2 separate regions of the Rattus norvegicus genome follow, and region 1 is linked to region 2. The links are chromatin contacts, called in public Hi-C maps. All regions are on one chromosome and are shown on one strand. The core of a region is the stretch at or near the end of the contact, and the rest is flanking DNA. Distances in the headings are between cores, read along the strand shown.

Region 1 (7,458 bases), core at 1,462-3,961, 140 kb after region 2:
TCCTTGCTAGGTTCTCCAGGGTCCACTAAAGTTGGCTGCTCAGAGAGTTTCAGGGAAATCTACAATAGAGGGTGTTAGCATTTGCCAGTGTTTCATAGTGTGTTTTGGAAATTGTAAAATATTTGACTTTGCCAAGAGGAGAGTTGGGGATGGCAGAAATTTATCTAAAACAAAGATAACAAAGATAAGCAAAAACTAGCAAGCAAAGTGTTGAGAGAGGAGGACTCTCTGAGCTCCGTTCCTAGAGCTGTTGGTATCCAAACAGGGTCAGGCTCGGGAGTGACGGTCTGGTCTTCCGTGGCTACCACCTTAAAGGGTTAGCAACGTGGGAAAACAGAGCTGCAAGTTCATCTTCCTGTGAGCTCGCATGCTCCTGTCCCACAAAAGACACCACCAAGGTAACAAGGGACGCCCCTCAGGCGTGCTATAGGTATTCCCACAATCTGCTATAAAGGTTACCCCAAGAGAAATTAGAGTATGATTTTCTTGCCTTGGGTGTGTTTGCTGATTCTAAGAACTCCTTTGGTGGTATCGTAAAAAGGGAGCAAAGTGAAAGGGGATCTTTTTAGGATCCATTTTGTTCTCCCTGAATGATTTAAAACATGGATGAGAAATGTTATTCACAGAACTTAACGGCGGCAGCATTCAGTTACTTTGCCTTCAGAGCTAAACTAAGTACGGTCCCATCATCGTAGCGTTTTAGCCCACAGACCCTTTCCACTCAACCAGAGCCATGTCCACAGGCTTCCTTATCCAGCACACACTCACCTTTCTAAATCTTTATGTCCTAGATACCAATGACAAAAGGAAAATTAAAAAATATCCCCCACCTTGGGCTTTATGACTTGCTCCTCTGAGGCTAGACTAACACCCGAAACAGGTGATCCTTGTTCACATACATCAGTGAAGACATCACAATTAATGCTACTGGGAGACTCCTTATCCAATCTATATTTAGCCATAAAAAGACAGGATAAAATAAACTACTTCTTGGAAAGAGACCTTGGGTAACTATTTATTTGAATTTTGTGGCAAACTCCATCTTTAGCTGATAGCGGTGTTAACAGAAGTTTTCAGCCAAATAATTTTTTATTATTATTATTTTCAACAGCATTATGACTAATCAGACATTCCTGGTACACCAGCGGCAGGACTGAGTCAGAAAAGGCTGAAATGGTGCTAAAGCGGAATTTACTCATTCCTTGACCCGTTCCTCTCCGGGGTGTTTGATTTGGCTGAGCAGTTTCAATCCACGGACCAGCTTGTTCCTAAGAGACTGTAAAGTACAGCAAGGCTTACTGAGGGGCAATTCCCCCATTCAATTCAAAGTCTGCACCACTTGCAGCCAGTGGCCAGCAGCAGACATCACTGCCATTATTGGTGTGTGCCTCGGTAGGAAGTATGTGGCATGTTTTGTTTCACTGTCCTGTGAAATCTATCTACTTGTGAAAACAAAAGAAATTAGGCAAGAAAACAAGTTTCCCTGCCGCATCCTATAGCAGCACTGGAGTTCAGTGCAAAGACTCCATCTCTTTTCTTTCCCTGGATTCTGAGTTTCGGGAGGACAATGGGGGTGTTGTGCTCTGGGGCAGCCTGGCATGCAGGATATTGGGAGAGGAGGTGTGAGCAAATCCCAATACCTACACTGTTTGCTCTCTAACTGCCCCGGATCTAAATCAAACAGCACACCGGGCCATTCAGTCCACAATAAGCAAGTACAAAATCCACGGGCTGTTATGACCTATATAGGGAACAGAATTCCTGACTTTAAAGGTGTGCATAAAGGTATAAAGATTTAAAACATTTATGAGGATTAAAAATAAATGTTCCACAGCTTGCATTCTGCTGGTTTACTGTGTAGTTCTTTTAACGTGTCAAAGGGCAAGTCACAAAAGAATCCATTGTTCTGTCGGACAGAAAGGTTATTGGCTATCAGGTCTGTCCAGAAAGACAAGCCAGGATAGTTTGTTAAAACGATAAATATTTATTTTAAATCCTAACGCAGAACAGCGGCGCTTTTTTTTTCTTTAGCATACAATTTCTGAAACCTCAACTCACCGAGTTAACTCTGTATTTGAGGCACCAATTTGTGGAAGTAATGTGTGTGTGCTCCTCCTTAATTTCAGATCATAACGATCAATGTAGATTTTTTTTCTGGTTAAGTTTTGCTTCAATTTAATTTTTTTTTATGCTGAGCTTTCAAAAGAGGGTTGAAAGGCTTACCTCCGTCAGTCAAGTGGGATGCCGGGAACCCCTTTCTCAGCCGCAGCTTCAGCGTGTAAGAGCAGATGCTCTGTGAGCCAACAGTCTGTTAACAGGAAGCAGGTGAACCCGAGAGCCGCCGCCTGCGTTCCAGCCCAGTGCCCGTCCGAGCACACACCTGCTTTCCCAGACCTGCGGCTCATAAGCAACAGCCTGGCACAGAATCTGTGCTCGCACAGTGCGACCCCCTCCCTTTAGAGCCCCCAGTTCTCTTCAGCTAGGGAGCTGCTGAGATAACTGTGCAGGGAAGACTTGCCTTCCCGAGACAAAACCCTTTCCTGGTGCCCGCGAGCGGAGACGCAGCATTATCACCCTGCAGTCCCCGTTCTCCAATCAGCTAATTGCAACAGCACTCAACAGCTTGTCGCAGGGCCAGCTTGCGGGCACACGTGGCTGCAATAATTGTGCACTAGCGTGCTCACTGTGGCTCTCTTCTCTCCAAAGATTTTTCTTTTTTTCAAAAAAATGCTTCCTCCACAGAAAGGCTTTATGCCACACTGCTTTCCCTAAGTAAAATGGCTGGTCCTCTCAGCGCCTCTGCAGACAGCTCACTGGGTTCCACGGGCTTTCCGTAGCCATAGCAACAGCCAACAGACAGACTTAGCAAGCATGGCTGATCATGTGCAGCGCACGACACAGCTTGTTAATTCCTTTTTTTTTTTTTAAATTAAACTCATCATTTTTCGAAGGAAGGCAGCTTCTGTTACCTTCCTAAATGTTTCACCTAGAGCGCAAGCGCCCTGGGCCTTCACCCCGCCCCCTCTGCTTTTCTAGGGAACTTTTGTTGTATATGTCAGTGTTACAGTGTGACACGATCAAGGAAGCAAGGCTGTATTCTTCTCTATCCAGGTTAATAATATGCATATCGCCGGAGAGGCGCTAATTGGAACCATGGGTGAAACCGGGTTCGACCTTAGAAGGGGCTGGAAGGAGATTGGTACATGAGATGGCTGGGTTTTTTTGTTTGTTTGTTTGTTTGTTTGTTTGTTTGTTTTGTTTTGTTTTCCTGTTTTTTTCCAATGACAATCTTATAGCCAACTTAATTCAAATAAAGCCCCTTGACTTGTGTGTTATATATCGTCAATATAATAATCTAGTCAGATGAGCTCGTTTAGTATTTCTGAATGGTCCACTTATCACGTTACGCAGTCTAAAGCAGAACTTTTAAAAGTTCTATTGCAGTTTCTGTAGGAAATTCTCTTTAATGTAATTATACTTTATCTTTAATTTAAAAATGCTTTGAAAGAATATATATCAAATGAAAAATCCTTTGAGAATTTAAGCATTCCCTTCGAGGCAGGAGTAGCTTGAATTGCATTCCACACTCTCTCAAAAGCCCACCTCCTTGGGGAATCTTCCACGGTTAATGCCATTAACAATTTAAATCTCTAACCCCCCCCCCCCACAGCCCTTTCTATGCTTTAAGGATTGTCTCCAGTCATATTCAATTTGATATATTCTCAACGCAGTGTCTTCCTTAGTTTTGCTTCTAGCAATCAGTTTGAAATGGTGTGTTAACACTTTGGACTTGTAAACAGACAAGTTTTGTTTGCTAGGAGACATTGATTTATATTTCGTGAGGATTGCATCTTTCCTGCCCAAGTTAACATTCCTGTCTTCTGTCCTCATTCCCAGGATCAATATGACAGGAATTCTGTGAATGTAGATTTAGGGAATCCTGTTTCCTCTCCTGTCCAAGCAGATTCATCTTTGAGCCACATAGGATCAGTATGTCCAGTTAGAAGGAGTGAGTGGACCCTTCTGGCTTGGCAAGACTCCCACATTTTATATGGTCACTGGAGTTTTCCTCTGTTAAGTCACCAGGTTTTGCTAGTTCTGAACTGGACACTACAATTCCTCAAGCATGTCTACTCTTCGATTCCAAATGTCCACATTTTGAGTGGCATAAAGGCTTCCTGGACTCCTGAATGTTTCTAGTTCCTGAAAGTTTCTTCTTCTTTTTCTTTTCCTTTTTTTTTTTTTTTTTGAGATATGGGGACCAAACCCAGGGCCTTGTGCTTGCTAGGCAAACGCTCTACCACTGAGCTAAATCCCCAACCCCGAAAGTTTCTTTACTGAACCCACCATCCAGCATCTTTAACCTTAGGTCCAAGCTGTCTCTTTATCCTTCAGAAGACATCTTGCTCAAATAGACCACTCACCAGTGGCACTCTCAAACAGAGCTCACCTCTGTGGCCCCACTGTGCAGGGATCTGTCTCTGTTGTCTGAAGACCTGTTGTGCCTTTTTACTCGTTAACAGATTTTTCTCTGCCACTGCTTGATCCGGCCAATCCGGCCCATTAATTATTGCCTTCTCTACTTGAATACTGCAGCTTCTCAATACATATATTTTCTTGAATGTTAAGATGGGATCTAACTGTGTTGCCTAGGTTGAACTCAACTTCTGAACGGAAGGAATTCTGCCTCTGTCTATTGAAAAGCTGTGACTACAAGGATAAACTGCTATGTGTAGTTTCCTTGATATTGAATGATATCCTACAGCATTGTAAGATTTCATGTGAATCCTGCATTTTAACTCATTTTCAAACATTAATGGATGCAATCATTTCAGGAAAATGGACGTGATTCTAATTAAATGTTGATACTTTATAAAAGATACCAACAAACAGTCAAGGTTATTTTGGGTCTTTTGTATGGCTTTTTTCATATTATGTCTGAAAATGTCTTTATTCTACTTACATGATTGCTTAGTTGGGTATGGAAACCATTAGTCTTTTTTTCGGGGGGATACAAAGGGTCTCCTTCCTTTATCATGCACCTCCTACTCCATTAGGCCATAAATAGTTATTTCTCTAAAGAAGAGGGGCTGAAATCCCCATATTTCATGGGACTAGAAAGCTGGTAGGAACGGAAACCAATCCTTTGATACTTTTTGACCCCTGTTGTCATGTATTCATCTTTATTGGTAGTTAAAGAGTTGTCCCTTATTAACACTGGAGACTGGTTCCAGGACAACCCTCTCTCACCAAGGATAACATAACCATCAGATGTTCAAGTCCTTTATACAAAACTGCATGTTACCATATAGACCACATCTAATTCAATGTAAACGCTATGTGTGTTGTGTTATATTACTTAGAAAATAGTGTTAAGAAGTCTAGATACATTTTTTTTTAATGAGGCAGGTCTCATTAGACTCCAGTGACCTTGAATTTTGTAGTGGTTTGAATAGGTCTCCCTATTCAATAGGTTTGAATGGCTCCCATAGACCCATGTGTTTGAATGCTTGGCTCATAGGGAGTGGCACTACTGGGAAGTGTGGCCTCATTGATGTAGGTGTGGCCACGTTGGAGGAAGTGTGTCACTGTGGGGGTGGGCTTTGAAGTCTCCTATGCTCAAGCTACGGGTTGCGGTCTCCTGCTGCCTGCAGATCAAGGTGTAGAACTCTTAGCTTCTTCTCTTGCTCCATGCCTGCCTGCCTGCTGCCTTGCTGCCTGCCATGACGATAACGGACTAAACTCTGAAACTGTAAGGCAGCCCCAGTGAAATGTTTTTGTTTATAGGAGTTGCTGTGGTCTTAGTGTCTCTTCAGAGCAATGCAATCCTATCCAACACAAATTTGATACATAATTGAGGCTGAATTTGAATTCTTTATCTTCCTGCCCCTGCCTCCTAAGTACTAGTATTATAGGTATGTACCACTGTGTATCACACCACACAGAAGCAGTTTGCAAGTTTTTTATTGGTAATGGATTGAATCTGCTGATGTTGAACCCAATGCTGCAGAGGGCTTCTTAAGTGCAGTTCTGTGTAAGGCTTGGATCCTCACTGGCTTTTCCTTTATATCAAAACCTCTGTCTTCAAACTCTGTAGGCCTACCAACATCTCTCTTGTCCTATGGATCCGTTGCAATTCTATTCTTCTTGTGAAAGTGTTCATTTAGAACTTGCTATAGACAAGCTTCTAGGAGGCAAATCTGGCCTTTCTAGCTCATCTTTCATTGTGAGATGATGACCCCTGCTTGGTCTCACTAGTCAGGATGCTCATTGTCATCTAGTTTTCAAATTTTGGCCGGGGTAGTACCTGTGAAATCATCACTTACTACCGTTTTATTTTGTGTCTCTCTAGTCACTAACAAAATTGAACATCTCTTCATTTGGAGATCTTTTAAATCACCACCTCTGTGAAATTCTTACCAACAGCTTTGCTTGTTTCTTCTGTTGAGGTATTGTCTCACAGTGTAGTTTTAAGAAAAATGTCTATAAGGTAGTTTCAAATTTCTATATATCATGATTACATTTGTTATGTTATTAAAAGTTAATAAGGTATCCACTGACATAAAAAGATAATACATACACTATTTCTGGGTGTGGTTCATTATGAAATAGAATGATGAGTGAGGGTAGGAATTTCCACATAGACATTATGTTCTCTATGAAAGCATATACTACCATACAGTGTAGTCTAAATAAATACACTATATTTATTTAGTAAAATAAATACAGCACATGTTTAGAAATAATATTGGATAAAACAATAAAATTATATAATATCCATGATCTGTCATTCTTTCAAGAGCTGTTATACCTCCGACAAGTTTATATTATCTTTAACTTATCTGTCTTCTACCTATCACCTAATTATCATCTATCTAAGATCTAAGTTATAACACAAATATATCCATCCATATCTATCATCCATCTTTTGTCTGTCTATTATCTACCTACTTACATATCTACCAATTATCATATCTATCATCTATCATGTATCAGTCATCTATTTGCCCTCTAGCTACTATCATCTATCAATATATCGATCTCTATCATCTATCATTATCTATTAGCTATCACTTCTCTCTAAATGAGAACAGTGCAAATATGCCCCATATTAACACCTTGTGAGTCTTAGGTGAAAGATGTTTTTATGTTATTTCACAATTCTTTCTACTTTTCTAGAGCTTTAACAAGCTTTTCTTTTCATGTTGCCAAGTTTTTTTTTTAATGGAATAAAACATAGCACTTGGAAAAAAATAAAAAATAAAAAAAAACGTAGCACTTGGAATAGATAATCATTTTAAGGTTAAGGCAACTTGATGGCACGCAACTTCTTAGTGAAGTTAAAAATGACGATCAATAAACTATGAACTAAGGTATTATTGTTGTTCTTATTAAAAAACTATTTTGGTGAAAACTATTGAGAATATCTTGTACTTTCTTGAAAAGAATTTGCCGTCT
Region 2 (6,550 bases), core at 1,555-4,054:
ATACACTTCACAGTGGCACGCTTGTACAGTGGTTGATGGCATCCCAAAGCGGGTATCCAGATGGGCACGTACAGGAATGAATGTGCATACAAAATACTACACTGTTGGTCAGGCATTGAAAAGTGCCTTTAAGAATTTAATATTACTTTTAGTATTGAGTATTTGATTATGAGCTTATTTTTGCCATAATTAAAACTATTGAAGAGGCTAATATTCGATCAGAATGATCAGTATTGTGGAAGCTCTGAGATAGTTACTCTAATTTATGTCAACCTTTGATTTCTTTTTTTTTTTTTTTTTTTGGTTCTTTTTTTCGGAGCTGGGGACCGAACCCAGGGCCTTGCACTTCCTAGGTAAGCGCTCTACCACTGAGCTAAATCCCCAGCCCCCAACCTTTGATTTCTACTTCAAAATTAACAGTGAAATCTGTTAGAAAGAATACCTCCCGGTAACCAATTCCCACTGGCTTAAAAGAAAGACATGAATTTATAGCTACTTCCCATTGAATTAAAATTTGTGATCCACTAGTTATAGGAGCGTTAAAATTTTGTTAGCGATAAAAATGTTACTTTTCTTCAATTATTAGACAAAGCCACCTGAAACATATAATTATTTCATAGGATTACATTGTTAGAACCTTTATCTCCAGTTAACATTAGAGAGGGTTGGTCAGTAAGTTTTGTATAGTTCAGAGAGCTATACTGTCTCCTTAACAGAAGAGAAACCTGGAATTCTCTCAAACTCTATAGTTTCTATTGCTGGATATCAAGTGTCTATTTAAAAGGCTTCTTCTCAGCTACTGTTGGGATGACCTACATCCAACTAGAGTGTTTTATTGTGCTCAGGGAAGATAGGAATTTGTCAGAACAGTGGTTTTCAACCTGTGGGTTTCTTGAGATCATTGGAAAACATTTATATTTGCATTATGACTCATAATAGTAGCAAAAATACAGTTATGAAGTAGCAACAAAAATAATTTTATGGTTGGAGGTCACCACAACATGAGGAATTGTGTTAAAGGGTTGAGAACCAGTATTAAAGGGGAAAAAAATTGTTTCAAAACACTGTGAACACTAGGGGGCAAACTTACTAAATCAATAGACAAGCTTTTTAGCTTGGCCTTGACTTAAAAGAAAATCAACCACAAACTGATGGTCCACATTCTCCGTTGTGGGGGTACGTTTCTGTAATAGAATCTGGGGAAAGGAGCAGAGAGCTATCATTGTGCTCCAACCCCGAAAATATTGATTTCATTAGAGAGAAAGGGTTCTAACTTATTAAAGCTTCAATACAGAGAGTGAACAACTTGCTAAAAACTGTACAGAGAGATAGTAGCACAGGAAGTCCCCCAGACTGCACCGTGTCACCCTCAGCAGTTCTGGAATGGAGTGTGGGGTACCCATTTGAACAGAGCCTTGGCTTTACTGGCTGGGTGGGCGGGCACACACTTCAGTTGCTGGTATTAGGAGCCAGCGGGAAGAGGATGGCGAGTTTGAAATCAGCCTGGACTGCACAGAATAACCTTATCTCAAAAGAACATAAGACAAATAACCTCAACAAGATAACCCTTAAGAAATAGACACCCCCAAAAAGGAGACGCCAGAACTAGAATTGTCTAGTTGATTATCTTAGTTATACAATAATTGGATGTGTTCTGTATCAATCCAGAATGGCTCCTACAGGCCCAGAAACGCTATAAAGTCAGTGACACATATACAGACTGTCTGATAACTGAAGCATAGGCGTAGGATCTCTGTCAGTGCTCCCTCAGTTCCCTCACATCAGAGAAACTCCTCTTCTTCATAGGAATCCACTAGGGGACAGCTACCTCTCAGAGTAATTCTTGTAATGGCAAGAGAGCAGCTTCCGATGGACGTCTCCTCACTCTGTTTTTTTTCTGTCAGTTCACAAGCCTAGCAACCTTCTGCTCACACAAACCATCCATCTCCAGAGTGAGAAGTGCTTAAGATGAGCTTGCACCAGGACTCACATGGGATTGGTCTTAAAAGCTCCATAGAATGCGTGGTTTTTAAAAGTTTTCCAAACTTAAAAGCCTTTTGCTGCTTCTCAGTCTTCCTGCTGGATGCACATGTTGTGTGCTAACACACCAGAGACCCCGGGAGTTTGTTCTTGTAAATGCTCATTGGGTTTTAAGCGTCAAGGCACGGGTTGCTATGCTTTCTGGTTCACAGAAAATACTATTGTGTAATGGGATAATTCTTCACGGGTCAAACCATCAGCTATAACATCTCAGATTTTTATAGCTTTTATAATCAAATAAATATTTATGAGCTTCGAAGAAATGCATTTGGTTTTTGTCTTTCTGGTAAAAAATAGGATGAAGGAAATATCCCCCGTGACCTCCCCAGGGCATGAGGAGTTCTGCTTAAGCAGAATTGTTCCCTCATAGAAGGTGAGCTAAAGTTATTTTTGTGAATTCCATCTGTGCATCGTGATGGAGACTCACTGGGCCTCACAGATAGATTCGATCTCACCATCTTCTATCCACCAACTGCAAAGGTAACATCAGTTCTATTCACTGAGTTGCTCAAGGAGGTATTCACTACCTAGGTACCCCATGCCAGGCATTGAGTTGGGTGTGGAAGATAAGTGATACTATGTCAGTCAAGGTGAGGACCCAGGCAGGTGGACAGGTGCGTGGTAAGGATGTCTCCAGAGACAAGAAAAAGTCAAGAGAAAATGTGGGACTGCTAGGCTTTTAAAAAAGAAATGGTGGATTTACTAATCAGGGAAATGAATGGGCCGTGTCAACTCAGACAATGGACAATTGTGGACCGGATGGGCTGTGACATTTCTCCTTGTGAGTAGGAATGTTAAGCTCATAGAGGGCGAAGGGGATCCAAGAATATAGGGAAGCTGACAGGCTTGCTGGAAATCAAGGAGAACAGCATAGAACAGCCTAGTGCTTGTTTACCATTTTCAAAAATTAGAACTGAAGAGAACAAAGGGATTCTCTCAAAATACCTGAGTAAAAAGTCAGAAGATGCCGTCATGAGGCCCTGAGACTCATGCTTCTCTCAGTTAGCAAAGCCACCCTCTCTCTCCTGCAGTCCAAGCCTTCAAGACACTCAGCTGTTCTCAAATACCCTCGCCCAGTTGGCTCTTTGGTTTGTTTTGTATTCGTTTTTTTGTTCCAATTTAAAGTGGGATAAATTCAGGATTGATTTTTTAAAAGAAGATAATAGTCTAATCCTATAAAAACAATAATTTAACAAGGCTTGGCCAAAATTATATCACTAACTCTCTCATATCATTTGCCATAACTCTAGCTCCCAATAAAATAGTTTCGGAGAGGAAAAAAAGTACGCCTTGTGTTCTCATTTCCTTCCAAGATGCCAGTTCCTCCCATTCATCTTTTCCTGTGGCGGAAGAGGTTTATTCAGAGCAGAATCTCTGCCCATGCTCATGGCTTCTGACCGCCCTATCCTCTTGGACCAGTCAAGAATACGCATCTTGCATTATAACTACTCTGAACCCAGCTTTCTGGTAAAGTAAGCAACATGAACTTTTTCTAAGTTAGCCACTAATTATACAATACTTGAAAGCAACCAAATAAATTATGGTGAGTACTAGTAGCCAAAGGCTTCCTGTTCAGAGGAGACGACATGGTAGTGGGGAAGCCACGCAAACATCTGCCTCTGCTTGACTGGTTCGAGCACATGCTAGCTACGTGGCCATGTGGCGTTTGGTGAGTGCTGCCCCAGTCTCTTGATCTGTAAAGGAGGAAGTTAGTGCATCTACTTTATAGGGTTGTTGGGAAGGCTTCAGAAGATAAAGAAACTATTATTAGTTATAGCATGTAGTGCTATCATTATGATTATTGTTATTAGTAGATTAAACCAGAGAGCCTTCAAAGCTTGCACCCAAAGGGTTGTGGAAATATCAGCCACAATGAAAGGACCCTAAAAATGAGCTCTAACAAGGAGAATTCTTTAGGTGTGTTTCTATTTTGGCCATTTAAGACATCTCTTATCTTTAGTCATACCATAATCCCAAGAGCTTCATGAATCATTAGAGTCCTATTATAATTTAATCTAATAAAAATTTTCAGGAGTAATATTATATTCCATTGAATTTTGGTTTGGAAATTTCACTTTCTTTATATTCAAACAGACCACTTAGGGAATGGGTTAAAATCCAGATCCTGGGATCAGTAATGTTCCCCTCACTTGCAGTCTCTCTGTTGCAGCCTTACCATGCAATGAAATCTGAATTCTTTGAAGAAAGGCAGTTGAATTGTGTGACTGGAAGATCTTTGAACAGACTCAAGAACACAGCCACAAAACACAGGGTGGCATTCCAACTCTAAATCAGGATTTTCCACTCTAAATCGAGGTTACTCATGGTCAAGGCTGCCCAACGAAATCTCAGGGCCAACCTTGCCCTCTCTGCACTGTGTGATGGTGGTGTGTGAGCCGGAAGAACTCACAAAGGCAATACCAACCGGTTTATGTGGGATGGAGTTTGGACATACAGGGGAACTGCAGAGTTTTAAGGAGGTCTTGAGGACACTGATCTCCAAGAAACAAACAAGGGAAGAAAACAGGAAGGAGGGCCAGGGAAGAAGCTGCTGTTAGATTTAATTGGAGGCAAGTGACCTTTTCCAAGTCCATACCCTGTTTACTTTGTATGTCCCTCAAATAAACAAAACAGACTATAAAGAACAATACGGTCTTGATCCAGTAAAATGGAAGCTTGAGGCTCGAGGTAACCTGAGAGGGATTTAATAAAAACCAATTAAATGACTTGTTATGAGAAGTGTGTTGGGGAAGATTTCCTCTTTAGTGAGCTAAATAGTGGGTAGGAATCCAACATAGAAGTCAAGGGGTTCATCTGCCTGGGTCTGTACATCGGATGCAGACTCGTGATTTTCCTCACGGGCACGATAGAATAGCAGAGCAGCATTTCCTGCATGAGTGCTGTGATTAGGCACAGCTAGCAGAGCTAATGGTGATGAGGCTTGCCTATAAGCTACTAAAACACCTCTTTCAGTTCAGAGACAAGATATGCAAATCATGGCTAAAAATAAAGACAGTTTCTCGACAGTGTCAAATAAATAAATGGGACAAGATTCAGGTTCACTCGGGACCCCTGTGGCCTAGCAAGCTGGCTCTTGGATCAATGACAAGTGCTTACGGGTCTTTCGTGCTGCAGGATGGATGACTTCCCAGGCTCGTATTCAAAAATACTCCTTGGCTCCGATCGAAATTTCCTGGTGTCCACCTTTCTGTCTGGGGGATCCCAGTCATGCCTGTCAATGAACAGCAAACCACATTGAAAGCACCGTGAGATCCCACCATGGCCAAGGTTAATTTTACTAGAACTTTACTGGTTTAGTGTGTGTAGGTGTGTGTCTATGGATTGAGATATTCAGGCTTAATCAACAAGCGGTTTTCTTCCTGAGCCCTGAGAGATTTAAAAACAAAGCAAAACAAACAAACAAAAAACCCCAACAAAACCCTCACACCCTCACACAACATCCCTCTGGCTAAAAAAATATATGAAATTACTATACGTTTAGCTTTATATGAATGACTTATAAAAAACTATCTCTTATACTTCCACCTTTCTTTCTTCACGCTTTTTTTTCAAGTGTGACTATGGATGGAAAAACTCACAAAAGAGGTTTGTAGACGCAAGGACGGTGACTTCTCGTTGCTAGACCCCTGGGTGCTAAGGACATGTGTGTCTGAGTATAAAGTGGCAGTGTGCTCTGTGACGCTTTGTCCGTTTAACCGCCTGGCTTCCTTGATCCCGAGGGATAAGAAATAATGCTCATAGCAGGCTTGACCATTTTTCTTGTGAACAGCATTGGAATGCCCACGTGAGATTTATAGCTGCATCCCTTGGGCTGACACTCATAGGGATAAGCAGAGTGGAGTGGGAGGCCCCTTGGTCTGAGCCTTGAAATACTCTCCCATGGAATCTGATACTTTTTTTTGCATTGATACCACTGAGGGTCTGTCAAGGGCTCTTGGAAACTACATTTTCACAGGAGGATTCAGAACACCAAACTCTTCTGGGCGGTCAGAACCAAATTAGAAAACTTCCCTTGGAGGGGTGGAAGAATCATTCTATATACATTTATTCATTTAATTTTTATTTGAGGGAAAGGACCTTTTATCTTTTGAGTTTGGAAATTCTTTCTCCATGGAATAAGAGGCACAGAGTGCTCTAAGAGAAAAGGAGAAGCAAGTCCTAGGTGTGGAGAGAACCAGCGAGCTCCATCCAGCAGAGCCTGCACTGCCTCCCGCCTCAGATTTCCTACCTGTGAGAAACTGTGTCCTGTCTGAGCATCATGGAGAAATTTCATAAAAAAACGTGCAGTGCTAATTATTTCTCAGTTTAAAGACATTTGTACTTCTACACAATTTATCGTGAGGGAAGAGGTATTAAGGTGAAAATTCCTTGACATGTGCTATTTATTTTTGTTATGTATTAATTACATCATGATCCTACAGATGATTTGCAACTCTTCCTAGGGATGCAATTTTACTGGTGTTGAGTATACTTTTTATGAGGTGTGTGG

What was found. Hi-C and Micro-C count contacts between places; a contact is called where the count stands out from the background.
Region 1: a contact with region 2 is called in a Hi-C map of Schwann cells, with 5 times the contacts expected there. The contact joins the promoter of Sorbs2 here to the enhancer-like site in region 2. A contact is called at or near these places in 2 of 12 Hi-C or Micro-C datasets (Schwann cells and frontal cortex) and 1 of 1 datasets of contacts at active chromatin or transcription factors (oligodendrocytes).

The regions. Positions count from the first base shown.
Region 1 is chr16:53,356,272-53,363,729 of GRCr8, forward strand. Sorbs2 (sorbin and SH3 domain containing 2) reads right to left here and starts at 2,712. Exons shown (of 23, transcript NM_053770.3): 1 at 2,224-2,712.
Region 2 is chr16:53,213,202-53,219,751 of GRCr8, forward strand. Sorbs2 (sorbin and SH3 domain containing 2) reads right to left here. Exons shown (of 23, transcript NM_053770.3): 12 at 5,158-5,272. Among named protein-coding and RNA genes, the nearest start is that of Pdlim3, 100 kb to the left of the region's middle. Within about 2 kb of position 2,805, at least 3 of the 93 cell types and tissues checked have an H3K27ac peak or open chromatin away from gene starts, as enhancers often do. A contact at or near this core is called in Schwann cells, where this site is marked.